Linked DNA regions of Hordeum vulgare: all the other regions are linked to region 1. A link is a contact called in public Hi-C data. All regions are on one chromosome and are shown on one strand. Each heading gives the region's core, a stretch centred on a gene start, on an enhancer-like site or on the middle of the called end of the contact. The rest is flanking DNA. Distances are from core to core; before and after follow the strand shown.

Region 1 (4,203 bases), core at 861-3,360:
CCGACGACGTCTGGGAACGGGTGCTGGCGTAACACACGTGACGCATATATACTCAGGTTTAGGGCCCTCCGATAAGGTAAAACCCCTAGTCCTGTCCGTGTGACTATATGAGAATCACACTACAAATGGTGCTCCTAGAGCTGTTTGGGAGGAGGGAGACAGAGCTGTGGCTGCCGGTCTCACTGCCTCGATGGTGTTCTACGTGTGCCGTGGGTGGGTCTATCTCCGTGTAAACGTGGTGCGACCTGCCTCTCTCGGTGGGCAGGAGTGAGGTTTTATAGTGTAGCCAAGGGGTACAGTAGCATGGGTAGGACATGAGGTGGGAGGCGACTGCCAGCCTCTCCGGCTGGATATGGGGCCCATCGATTGTCGAGTCTTGTCACGGGTCCCGCCGGCCGTGTGCAGTAGCGGCTGACGAGCCGAATCGTCAGGGCGCGGGAAAAGGGGGAACGTGGCTACATGGCCGCCTCGCTTGGTCAGCGTGGGGGGTGACACAGATCGTGTAGCCTCGCTAACCCATTCATCATCACGCACGGCCACGACGCGTGTCAGTGCGTACTGCTACCGTGATGGTCTGTGCATCATCTGTCTTGTCTTGTCTTCATACGATGGTATGGCCGGATGGGACGGGGCTGGGCATGCGTTGGATAAGTGGGCCGGCTATCGCGAGCCGACCGGGTGCGCGTGGGCCGACTGTCGCCAGCCGGCCAGGCACACGTTAGCCAAGGGGGCCGGCTATCGCTAGCCGGCGTGGGGGGGGGGGAGGGGCGAGGCAGCCTCCAAACGTCTTGAAGATGGATAATCTCGCTCTTGATATACCCAGGGTAATATCCCCGTCACATAATGTGTCAAAATTAGTTAAGATATATTAAGACAATTTGAGCGTAAATATCATGACAATTTATGTGAGATAGACATGGCAAATTTTGACCAAAAAATAAATCGTTGAAACACATCGATATAAGATTTAGTATTGAAGAATCGTGAGGGATTTAGTTATGAAAACGAATGTTCAATCGGATTTTCCACTTAAAAATAAAATATTAAAAAAATTAGAAATCCTAAAAGATTCTGACATACGTGCATGGAGTGATGTGGTAATCTTTGGCTATAGAAACGTCGGGTCCGCCTCACTTCCTACGACATGTGTGGCAGATATCAACGTCCAATAAATAACCTAGAGAATAATTCGTAATTAAATATAAATAAACTCTCTACATTTGAAATTGTTTTGACGAAGTCTTTACGAGCCCGAACCCGGCAGGTGTGTTCGTCATTTCGCACTGGTGGCCGAGGCCCACTTGGTGGGTTGGCCATGCAGCGTAATGGGCCAGCCTCATTGTTGGTACTTCGTGCGTATCCTAGCAGAACCGCGCAGTCCAACGGCTCCCATAAAGGAGGAGAACCGGGCCCAACCTGCCATTGACCGGCATCACGTGAAAGGGAGGCCCCAACCGTTTCCAAATCTGTGGCCGTGCAGGCGTACGTGTGTGCGCAGTCGCCCGCCCAGCCCCACCAAGTGGGCCCGCCTCGAGTCACCGGCCACCACGCGTCCCGTCACCTACCCGCCAACCCGGTAAACCGAACCCAGGATCCGCGGCCACGTAGCGACACCCGGGACCACACGTCAGCCATGCAACCAGAACCGAATCCCTTGAGGAGACCACGACGCCCTCGACGCGAAATTGGTCCGGCCACGCGACCTGTCTCACCGACAGCGCGGGACCTCCCCCGCAGCCAGGCTGCGCGCAGGCGCGCGGGTCGGGTGTACGTGGCGTTTACGGCGACGGGCACCTTTCACGAGGCACGAGCACGACGCTCCGAGGCCCAGCCCACTACGACGGGGCAGACAAACGGGCGCCGCGATTTTTTTTTTACGCAGAAGCAAAAGCAACCGTCTCTCTCTCTCTCTTCCGTCTTTCTCCCTCTCCCGCTGGCGGATCTGAACTCCCCCAAAAATCGTGACCCGAGAGAAACCCTAGCCCCCAGAGGTTTTCCGCCCCCACGACCGCCGTGGCGCCTCGCCGGAGAGCGCGGCCCGCCGCCGACGCCGACGCGGCCCCGTCCTCCCCGGACGCCGGCGACGATGCGCCGCTCGCCGGCGACGACGCCGACGCGGCCGCCGGAGCCTCGCCGGAGGCTGGCGGCGTGTCCACGTCCGAGCAGGCGAGAAAGGCGCTGTCGCTGCGCTCGCCGTTCGACGGCGAGGAGGCGGCGGCCCGGAACCCTCTGCTGCCCGCGCGGGTCGTCAGATGGGCGGTGGTCGGCGACGCGCGGAGGAAGCACAAGAAGGCCCAGCCGCCGGATCCTGCAGCTGCTGTGGAGCAGCCCAAAGCGAGATCCAATGCTTTCTGGGACAGGATGGAGCCTTACTTCCGGGATATGACGTTGCAGGATTTGGAGATGGCAGAGCCCAAGCCTCTCTCCAGCTCCAGCTGGCTCGATCCATGCCTCCTCGTGCCGTTTGTGGGCAGTGGCAAGGAAGTGTTGGGGAGACATGTTGATCCGTCTGATGCGGCCGTGGTCGCCGAAAACTCGAATTCAAACTCGATGGAGTTGGAGAACGGCATGGTGCATAGCAAACATGATCCACATCAGAGCTCAGATTTTATTTGGAACAGTACGGAGCTAGTCAATAGCAATGGGACTAGTGAAGAGCACTGTGTACGGGATATGCAGGAGGTGATTTTGCACCAAGACGAGCAGCCCTTGGTAATTGAACTAGATCCAGGCAAGAGAGATGGTGTTGTTTTACCAGGCCGCAACGACAATCCGGACTCCTCATTGAATTGGCTCCTCGGAGCAAGAGGACGGGCTGTGCTCACTTCGGTGCGCCCAAACAAGAAGAGGAAGCTGCTGGGTGCAGATGCTGGGCTTGAGCAGCTTGTGGTCCTGCCACCCTTGGAAAGTGACTCTGGTTCAAGATGTGATGTATGTTGTTTGGGAGAGAGTGATGCTGCATCCAATAGGATGCTCCAGTGCAATAGCTGCAAGGTGTCGGTGCACCAGAAGTGTTACGGTGTGCAGGTCGAGCCAGATGGCTATTGGATGTGTGCCTTGTGTGAACGGAGGTTGACACAGAGTGATGCAGGCAGGATTGCGTTTATGCCTTGTGTGCTTTGCTCAACGGAGAAAGGTGCTTTGAAACCTGTAAAATGTGAGCCTGGTGGAATTGCAAATGGGGGCAACCTGAATTTTGCACACTTGTTCTGTAGTCTATGGGCACCGGAGGTTTTTGTAGAGGACACGGACTCAATGGAACCGATCACAAATATCGGTGACATCCCAGAGAAGCGGACAAAAATGGTCTGCACTATTTGCAAGATTATGCGTGGTGCATGTGTTCGATGTAGCCATGGTATGTATTTCCACTCTGTCACATGTAGAAGTGTGATCCTTGTGTATACCAGAAAGCCTCTAATTTATGGGATACATTGCACCTCATGGCATTGCTCTATAGTGAAATTCTACTCCTAAATATTTCACCTAGTTTTCTTTCTTCTTATGCTGCTTTGTCTCACTGAAATGGTACACGTTCCCCCTTGTCCCTTCCTTTTCTTGTGGTAAGGTCTCACATAAACTTACCACATGTTGTCTGAAATGATTCATTGTAGTTAATAACTGCCAAATTCACAGGGATCAAGCAGAATCAGAATTAGACCAGAGTATTGTTTGATTTGCTGGTATGTTGTGATTACTTCATAGGAGACAGAAGTAGAACTGGTTCAGAGACTTAACAGCAGAAGCAAATTTATAATTCCTGCAAAAAAGCTGTTTCATGTTGAACTATTAATCACTCTAATCTGCTAGCAGAGGGCTTTACAAGGTTGCATAGTACTTGCCGATGTTAGTCATAGGCAGGCTGTGCATCTTGAGGATGGTGTTCCAACTAAGAATTTAGCTGTTTGAACTGCGGTATTTGATGATCAAACTTTTACTGCTTTTCGGGGCATTGCAATCTGGATCTATACCATTGTTGACGATGGAATGTAACACAATCCTACATATTTTAATATAAGAACATATATATCGTGTAGGACAAGAAACATGATGTGTGATGAGATTAAATCGTCTTCCGTTCAATATTCTTTACATATTTTAATATAAGAACATTTGTATTGCATAGGACAAGAAACATGATGTGTGATGAGATTAAACCGCCTTCGTTCAATATTCTTGGAAAATTAGTGACCTGCTTTATTT
Region 2 (4,203 bases), core at 1,180-3,679, 560 kb before region 1:
TTAGATAATTCAAATGTCTTAACCAAGTGTTCAAAACATCGGCCAATAAATCAGTTAACTGGTTGGTTAATCTCTGCTTGGTGGGTCACCGAGTAGCCCATTAACTGATTAATCATCCAATTAATTGGCCGATTCACCTACTAATCCCCTAATAGACAGTTGACTGAACAGTTACCAGTTAACTTCCTGAACATTGGCCTTAACAAAAATGCTAGTAGTATGAGAGAGAGCGCAACATAAGTTTAGTTAATAAATCTGAGATGGCACTGGCTGCTAACATGTTTTTTGTCCAACAGTTTGGGCCCGAGACCTGATTTGATCAGTGGGCTTCTTGTTAGTGCTCCGAACTCTATTACTCTTTTACGTGTTTGGTTGTTCTGAACTACTTATTTCTATGTCGGAAGTAATGGAAAATGGTATGATCTCAGTTCATAGAAAAGTTCAATTAATAAAACAAAAGGATGGAATAGGCGTAGAGCAGGAGGATATGATGTGTTGTGGTACTGTTTTGCATGTGTAACAGCAAAATACTGTTCATGCTGAACTGTCCTTTGTTCTGCTACTATTAGTTGGAAACTAGACATAAGAATAATGAGCACCATTGTTAGTTGAGTTTATTTCCTTGATATATTCCATGTAAAGTAAAAGTTCTGTTGTAGTCCAGATTGTAACCTAGGGACTAGATGGAGTTACACAGTCCCTATCAACATGCATCTATTAGTAAAGAACAATTAATCAATTCTCTGCTAATCTTCTCAATATATGTTCTTCTACCCCTCCTCCCTTCCACATATTCCAGTTCCCTTGAACCAATGCAGTCTAGCCTTTCCCTGTTAGTTATACTCATCATATATGTGTGGGTTTTGCAGTTAGCATCCAAACACTTCTTTTCTAAAAAAAGATCTGGTTAGCAATTCTCCCAGAGTATTGACTTACTGACGAAGTGCATGATGGCATTGCTTCAAGTCTTCATTTTGCACTAGATCACTTGAACAAACTAATTAGGTTTACTACTTCGTATAGAGGATATGCATCAACGCTTACATGTGAATTTACTACAAGTGGATAGAAGTACTGATAAAATGATAATCCTATAGCCCAACAATCTCATATGCTTGCATGCTTTCAATTGTTCATTTGCGCATGATGTAACTATACACCTCTGTAGCACTGAAGCTGATAGTATTACCGCTGTACATCAAGAATAGCAGTAACCCATGGACGTGTCCAAAATCGATGTATGTTTTGTAGAATATTTTAGGCTGATAAAGTGATAATCCTATAGCCCAACAATAGCAGTAACCTCTGTAGCCTATGAAGTTGGTCAGTTTCCTGGCTGACAGAGCTGCTCTCAGTTGTGCTAATAATAGATGCTCTAAATGATGTTGTCTGGCCGTCTCAAATTATAATCATTGCTCACTAGTACTATCGTACTATCACCGTGCACTGAACTAAATAGATACAGTACGAAGCAGCAGTTTCCTTACCGTGGGGCTCGGCGTGCCGGCATTCATATACACAGGATTCACGGACACCACCTCTCCGGGACCGCACTTGCCCGACTTGACCTTGTCGAACTGTGCATCCCTGTATCCAGCCACGGTCTCAATGCAATCCATCAGGTTCCCCACGGCGGCCCCATCGAACATCTTCGACCCATGGCCGGGAGGCCCCGTGGCCTTCACGATCAGCTTCCACACCAGCCTGTCCGCGTAGAAAACCCTGTACACGTCCGTCGGCGACGCCTGCCCCTCGTCGAGCATGAACCCGACATTGAGGGCGCGGAACTCCTCCGACTGGACGAACTTCTCGTGGCCGTCCTCGCCGCCGATCTCCTCGTCGGGGACGAGCGAGACGTGGACGGTGCGGGCGGGCGCGAAGCCGGCGGCCTGCAGGCCGCGGATGGCCTCGAGGTACTGGACCGGGAGGCACTTGTCGTCCTGCGCGCCGCGGGCGTAGACGCGGCCGGTGGCGGGGTCGCGGTGCGCGGCGTAGGGCGGGTGGATCCAGTGCTCGGGCTCCGCGGGGACGGAGTCGACGTGGGAGTTGAGGAGGATGGAAGGGAGGGAAGGGTCCGTGCCCGGCCAGGTGAGGAGGAGGAGCGGCTTTGACTTGCAGGGGCTGAAGTGGAGCGTGGCGGTGTGGAGGCCGAGCGACGCCGCGTAGGGGAGGAGGAACGCGGCGGCGCCGGCGTAGTCCGGAGCGGGGTGGGCGGTGCAGATGCGGAGGTAGTCCTGGAAGCGCCTGATTTGGGAGGCCTCGAGCTCGGTCAGGGGGTGGGCCGGGTGCGGGGCCGCCGCGAGGAGGACGGCGGCGAGGAGGAGGGGGAAGTGGCTGAGACGACGCATGGTGCGCGGTTGGTTGCGGTGCGGCCTGACGCTGCGGAGTGTTTGTTTGGACTGCCTTGTTTGACCGAATGTGATTCGTCTATCCGGCGAAGCCAACGATTTTTCAGGGAAGCCCCAGCCCCCATTGTCCGTGTGCCTGTTCTACTCAAGCTTAGCCTGTTTGGTTTCAATAAGTCTGACTTATAAGGCTTTGTTTGGAATCATAATAGATTATGATAATCTGGATTATGAAGATAGATTATATAATCTGGTTTATAAAAATAATCTAAGTGGACATGTTTGGAGGCCAGATTATATAAACTGTAATAAATGTTTTACATTGCATAATGACCTGTTTGTCCTCTGTTTTTTTTTTTTTTGAAAAAAGAGAAGGATGGCGGTGGTAGAAATGTAATTATCTCCAACTTTATAAGGGTAATGGGTCATTAGCAATCCATAATCAGATTATAGCTGGTATAGAGTAGATTATGAGTTTTTAATAATCTATCCATCTAGTTTTTATAATCTACACCATAAGCTGTCCTGTTTGGAGACATAATAGATTATAAAAACTGGATTATATAATCTGGGTGGTTGCAAACAGGGCCTAAGTCAGGTGATTTAAAACCAGTGACTTATAAGTCACGTCTGTTTGGTTGTCATCTGACTTATAAGTCATTTTTTCATGTAAAAGTGGGTGACTTATAAGTTCTAAGTTGGGGTGAAGCAACTTATGACTTATAAGTTGGGGTGACTTATAAGTTGGGTTTGTTTGGCAAAATAAGTCACTTTTTGCACTTTTCAACTTATAAATTGGTGACTTATTTGAAACCAAACAGGGTCTTAGGGTATGTTTGGCACTGCTTCATTTCATCAAAATCAGTTTTACTTCATTAAGTTTACTTTGGAGCAGTTTTATACAAAAGCTATAGCACTATCAAGATAATGTCTGGCTTTCATCTAAGTCCAACTTTAAAAACGGAAAATTTGATGAAAAGAATCTATTTAATTGGTTGAGGGGAAAAAATGAAGGGGTATCCACTTACTGATAACAGTGATAGGTAATTTCTCCTCAACTTCAGCTTCTATATTTTTTTTGGAGCACCCTCTAAAAAGCTTCATGAAAACTTTGAAGTTGTACTTCAGATTCTATTTTTTTATGAAACAGCATATTGTGGAGCTATCTCATTTGGCTTGTCTTTTCTAGAACGAAGCTGAATTTTAAAAAGCAGAATAGTCTCAAACAAGCTCTTACAATCCTAGATTCAAATCAATAGATGACATACTTCCTCCGTTACTAAATACTCCCTTCATCCAAAATTATTTGTCGTAAAAATGAATTGAAATGGATGCATTTAGAACTAAAATATGTCTAGATACACCCATCTCTCCGATAAGTATTTTCAGGCGAAGGGAGTATAAGTATTTTTAAAGGTTTTTACTAGGAAGCTATATACAGATGTAGACATACTTTAAAGTAAAAATTCACTAATTTTACTTTGTATGTAGTTCCTTAATGAAACCTGTAAAAAGACTTTTATTTAAAAACGGATGAAGTATATTTAAATATTGAACGCGATTACACAACGACGTCGCACCTATGTCTTCCGGTACGACGGCAGCTAACCACGTCTAATCGCATTTTAGCACATACGCCACTAGTAGTGGCCACATGCATGCATGGCTCAGATAAAAGATAAGTCGGCTGACAGGGCATGCATGAAAGGCCTCATGAATAATACTCCCTCCATTTTTAAATATAAGTATTTTAAGAGATTTTTCTAATGGACTACATACGGAACAAAATAAGTAAATATACATTCTAAAGTATGTCTATATACATCCGTATGTAGTTTTCTAGTGGAACCTCTAAAGA
Region 3 (4,203 bases), core at 1,104-3,603, 540 kb after region 1:
GTAGGGTCTGGATACCCATGGTGGCTCCTGCATTTTCCACGATGATCTCATCGGATGAACCACGATGTCAAGGATTCAATCAATCCCGTATACAATTCCCTTTGTCTACCGGTATAGAACTTGCCCGAGATTCGATCGTCGGTATCCCCATACTTTGTTCAATCTTATTGCCGGCAAGTCTCTTTACTCGTTTCGTAGCACATCATCCCATGACTAACTCCTTAGTCACATTCAGCTCATTATGATGATGTTATACCGAGTGGGCCCAGAGATACCTCTCCGTCACACGGAGTGACAAATCCCGATCTCGATTTGTACCAACCAACAGATGCTTTCGGAGATACCCGTAGTGCACCATTATAGTCACCCAGTTACGTTGTGACGTTTGATACACCCAAAGCACTCCTACGGTATCCGGGAGTTGCACAATCTCACGGTCGAAGGAAAAGATACTTGACATTAGAAAAGCTTTAGCATACGAACAACACGATCTAGTGCTATGCTTAGGATTGGGTCTTGTCCATCACATCATTCTCCTAATGATGTGATCCCGTTATCAATGACATCCAATGTCCATGATCAGGAAACCATGATCATCTATTGATCAACGAGCTAGCCAACTAGAGGCTTGCTAGGGACACATTGTGATATATTTATCCACACATGTATTATTGTTTCCTGTTAATACAATTATAGCATGAACATTAGACGATTATCATGAACAAGGAAATATGATAATAACCATTTTATTATTGCCTCTAGGGCATATTTCCAACAATTTTTGCCAAAGGCCGTCACCTCGCACCTCTAGGTGCACTCCCCCAACTCTTCCTACCACAATACCACCTCAAGGTTTTCCTAAATGACAACCGACTTGAACGTCTCTATTTGTCGGATCGGGACAAAACATCTCGGCATAACCAAGAATACCGCATAAAAAGCATAAGTACGAAAATTTCTCATATTGTATATCATAAAAGATTCCCCCCTTGTTATGAGCCGACTCCAGCTGCACCCACTCCATGATTGGTTATTTGACAATTATCCATATCCTCACCCTAGCAATTCTCCATAAGCAAACCCTTCCACATCCACGCCCACCTTAATGACATCACCCATCAGGCACCAAGGCGGATACCGAAGATTGGAAGGAAGATTGATTACATGAGCCCAAATTTGCATCTTCTCAAACTTCTAGTCACATGGCTTCAAACAACAAGCCAAAACCTTTAGCACAACAACATGCTTTCCCACCATCGAGGGATCTTCTTAAAAAATTATATCGGGATCACGTTGCCCTTTAGTGATGGCCACAAACAACTTTTCTCCAACAGAGTTAAAGCAAAAACCCTTTGGATTACCCCACGTTGGGCGAAGGGCATCCATTATGGTATTGACATGAAGCACCCGCCGATGCAGAATTTCCCCCAGAAGCGCCCAAGATGGCACTTCATCCCTCTCTTGCAATACTCATCGTCGTCGATCACCAGCGTCGCGTTCTCCATCCAAGACAACCTCATCCCCTCCAGCTGCTTCTCCACAAACTCCTTCTTACCCGTCCTTGATCCCAAATAAGACATGACCGTCGATCTCTTGGAACCCCTAGAACCCAGTTGCCCCACGTGCTTCAAGGACGGACATGTACGCAAATGCCCATCTTAGTCACCCAGAGAGGAGCAAGTAGGACGTGGAAAGGATTCACGGGTGTTGTGAAGAGATCACTGTAGCAGGGAGCTTCTTTACGTCGCAGAGATGAAGATCACCTGCGCGCCGCCGAAGTCACTTGAAATCCTAAAACGTTTCGAGCCAGCGTAGTGGGTCGTTTAGGAAAGACACAATCTAATATGTCCACTAAACTCTCAAGATCCTACTTCGACGCTCCAAAAAGCTGCCTTAAATTGAGCACCCCAACAATTGCAGGCCATAGCCCATAGGACTGATCAAAAGTAGCATCAGGATCAGCCGCCATCTGAAAATAGCCGGAGAAATCTGATGCTCAAAGCAGCGTTCCCTGCCGCACATTCGTTATTCTAGCACGAGAGAGCAGATCGGCAAGGGCGCAACACCTTTGACCTGACTGTATCCAGCAGGTGACGCTGTATTTTTTTCAGTGAAAAAAAGCAGGTGACGTCGTCATACTCGGATTTGTCCGTCACAGAACGGAAAGGGATATATACACACGGAGACGGTACCCAGTTACGGTCCAACCAGTGGGCCACAGTGAAGCCAGCCATCCGAGATCCGACCGAGTCCCCGAATCGTACAGCTGATCCAACGGTCCACAGAGCGACCCGACGCAGCCCGCAGCCCGCAGCCAGCCCAGGCTACACCTCGCAACCGCCTAGGCGCACGGGCACGACTCGTCTGAGGAGACGAGTTTCCCCTTTCCCCTCGACGCCCCCCGCGAGCGCCCGAAAACCTAGCCGCCAAATCCACCCATGGCTCGCCGAGGCCGCGACGACGACGACGAGGAGGAGGAGGAGGAGGACGAGGAGGAGGCCTACGACCTCGACGACGAGGAGGAGGACGAGGGGGACGACTACGAGGAGGAGGCGCGGGGCCGGGGCAAGGGGGCCTCCCGCTCCCGCGCCCCCGCCGGCGGCGGCGGGGTGCGGAAGAGATCGCGCCAGGACAACTTCATCGACGACTCGGCCATCGAGGACGACGACGAGGACGAGGAGGACGACGGCGGGAGCCGCCCGAGGAAGAAGGGCGGCGGCGGCGTGCGCGGGTTCTTCGACGAGGAGGCGCAGGTCGACGAGGACGAGGAGGAGGAGGACGAAGGCGAAGGCGAGGATGGTGAGTTTTTCTTTTCGTTTGCGCTATCCGATTGCGGTCTCCATGCCATCCTTGTGTATTTCTGCCGGCCTTTGGTGAGATCTGAAACCGCTTGGCTTGATTTGCAGAACTAGGCTTGAGGTGTAAGTGTTTTTTATTCTATTTCGTCCTCTGGATGCGCGATTCTCGGTAACTGATGATGGTGGAAATATTAGGACATACTAGTAGTTATTGAATTTTGCCTAAGAGCTAGGTGTCAGCGGTTTTGATGCCATTCTATGTTTTTTTTGTTGTCTTAAATCGGAGCTTGTTATCGTTTAGTTGTCATGGCCTTAATGTTCAATGGTTGCAAACTGAGAATTATGGTGATTTAGCAGAACTCATATATCCCGGTCATTACTTCGTAGTACATGCTTGTTCAAGCTAAAACTGATTTGGTTGCTTCTGTTCTGGTCTGTTGAAGTGCTGATCTTCATTGGGAGGTGTCGGTTTTGGATGTCTTCTCTTTTACGATAATAATTTGAATCCTAATAGGACGACATTAACCCCCTTATTGATGCTATACTCTATGGTATGTTTGATCCTGAGCTTGGACTCGAGTCAAGTCGAGAGTTCTTTCAGGCATGGGAACTTTCTTGTTCGAAAGCAGATTTTGTTTATAGATCTCTGTTTCCTGTTTGTTCATTAAAATTATGCCTAAATTGTGCTCCCTATAGAGCCATAGACACACTGTTTCTGAATAAATCTATGCTATCAATCCTACATGGAACAGAGCTAATTGAAGATTATGTGGTATTAACAACTACGTACTAAGTTGTCGAGCAGACCATGCATATGACGTAAATGAACCACACTACTTCCTCTTCTAGTCTTGGGTAGTTAACTAAATTCGTGCAGTCTTCCGGATGCTAGACAAAATACCTTTGAATACAACTTGATCCGGTGCAGATAAAAATATACACATTAAGCTTGACATATCTTTTGCTACCATGGTGAAAATCAGTCAATTATTCATCTGTAAACTGCAGAACGGCTCAAAAGATTCATTGTTACGAGCAAGGGAAATAGCATGACATCATGCCCTGTATATCTGACTGGTGTAATTGTGGGCTGTAAGGTTTGTCCAATATAAACTACATCTCCTAAAAAAATCCGTCAGATTTTGGACTCCCCTGCTTTTATCTTGAACATTTGTGACCATAACATTTATGAAATACATCATGTGGAGCTTTAAGTACGGTAATCAATCATACTGTCATGGCTAAAATGATAAATGGATTGTGCAATTCTCCACAATTTGAAAGAGGTGTTGTAAAGGATAATCAGTATGGTGTCATTAAGGGATTCAATGTGCAAACACAATTTTTTAGATGTTCAATTTTATTCTTGAGCCGTCAGACTGAATTGGACGAATAAGAATATAAG

What was found. Hi-C and Micro-C count contacts between places; a contact is called where the count stands out from the background.
Region 2: a contact with region 1 is called in a Hi-C map of leaf, with 4 times the contacts expected there. The contact joins the promoter of LOC123410758 here to the promoter of LOC123409909 in region 1. A contact is called at or near these places in 2 of 6 Hi-C or Micro-C datasets (leaf and seedling).
Region 3: a Hi-C map of leaf shows a contact between it and region 1, with 3 times the contacts expected there. The contact joins the promoter of LOC123410926 here to the promoter of LOC123409909 in region 1. A contact is called at or near these places in 2 of 6 Hi-C or Micro-C datasets (leaf and seedling).

The regions. Positions count from the first base shown.
Region 1 is chr7H:75,467,630-75,471,832 of MorexV3_pseudomolecules_assembly, reverse strand. LOC123409909 reads left to right here and starts at 2,110. Exons shown (of 19, transcript XM_045102783.1): 1 at 2,110-3,358. The coding sequence starts at 2,362.
Region 2 is chr7H:76,027,717-76,031,919 of MorexV3_pseudomolecules_assembly, reverse strand. LOC123410758 (aminoacylase-1-like) reads right to left here and starts at 2,429. Exons shown (of 4, transcript XM_045103698.1): 1 at 1,488-2,429. The coding sequence starts at 2,348.
Region 3 is chr7H:74,927,636-74,931,838 of MorexV3_pseudomolecules_assembly, reverse strand. LOC123410926 (putative transcription elongation factor SPT5 homolog 1) reads left to right here and starts at 2,353. Exons shown (of 22, transcript XM_045103850.1): 1 at 2,353-2,799. The coding sequence starts at 2,439.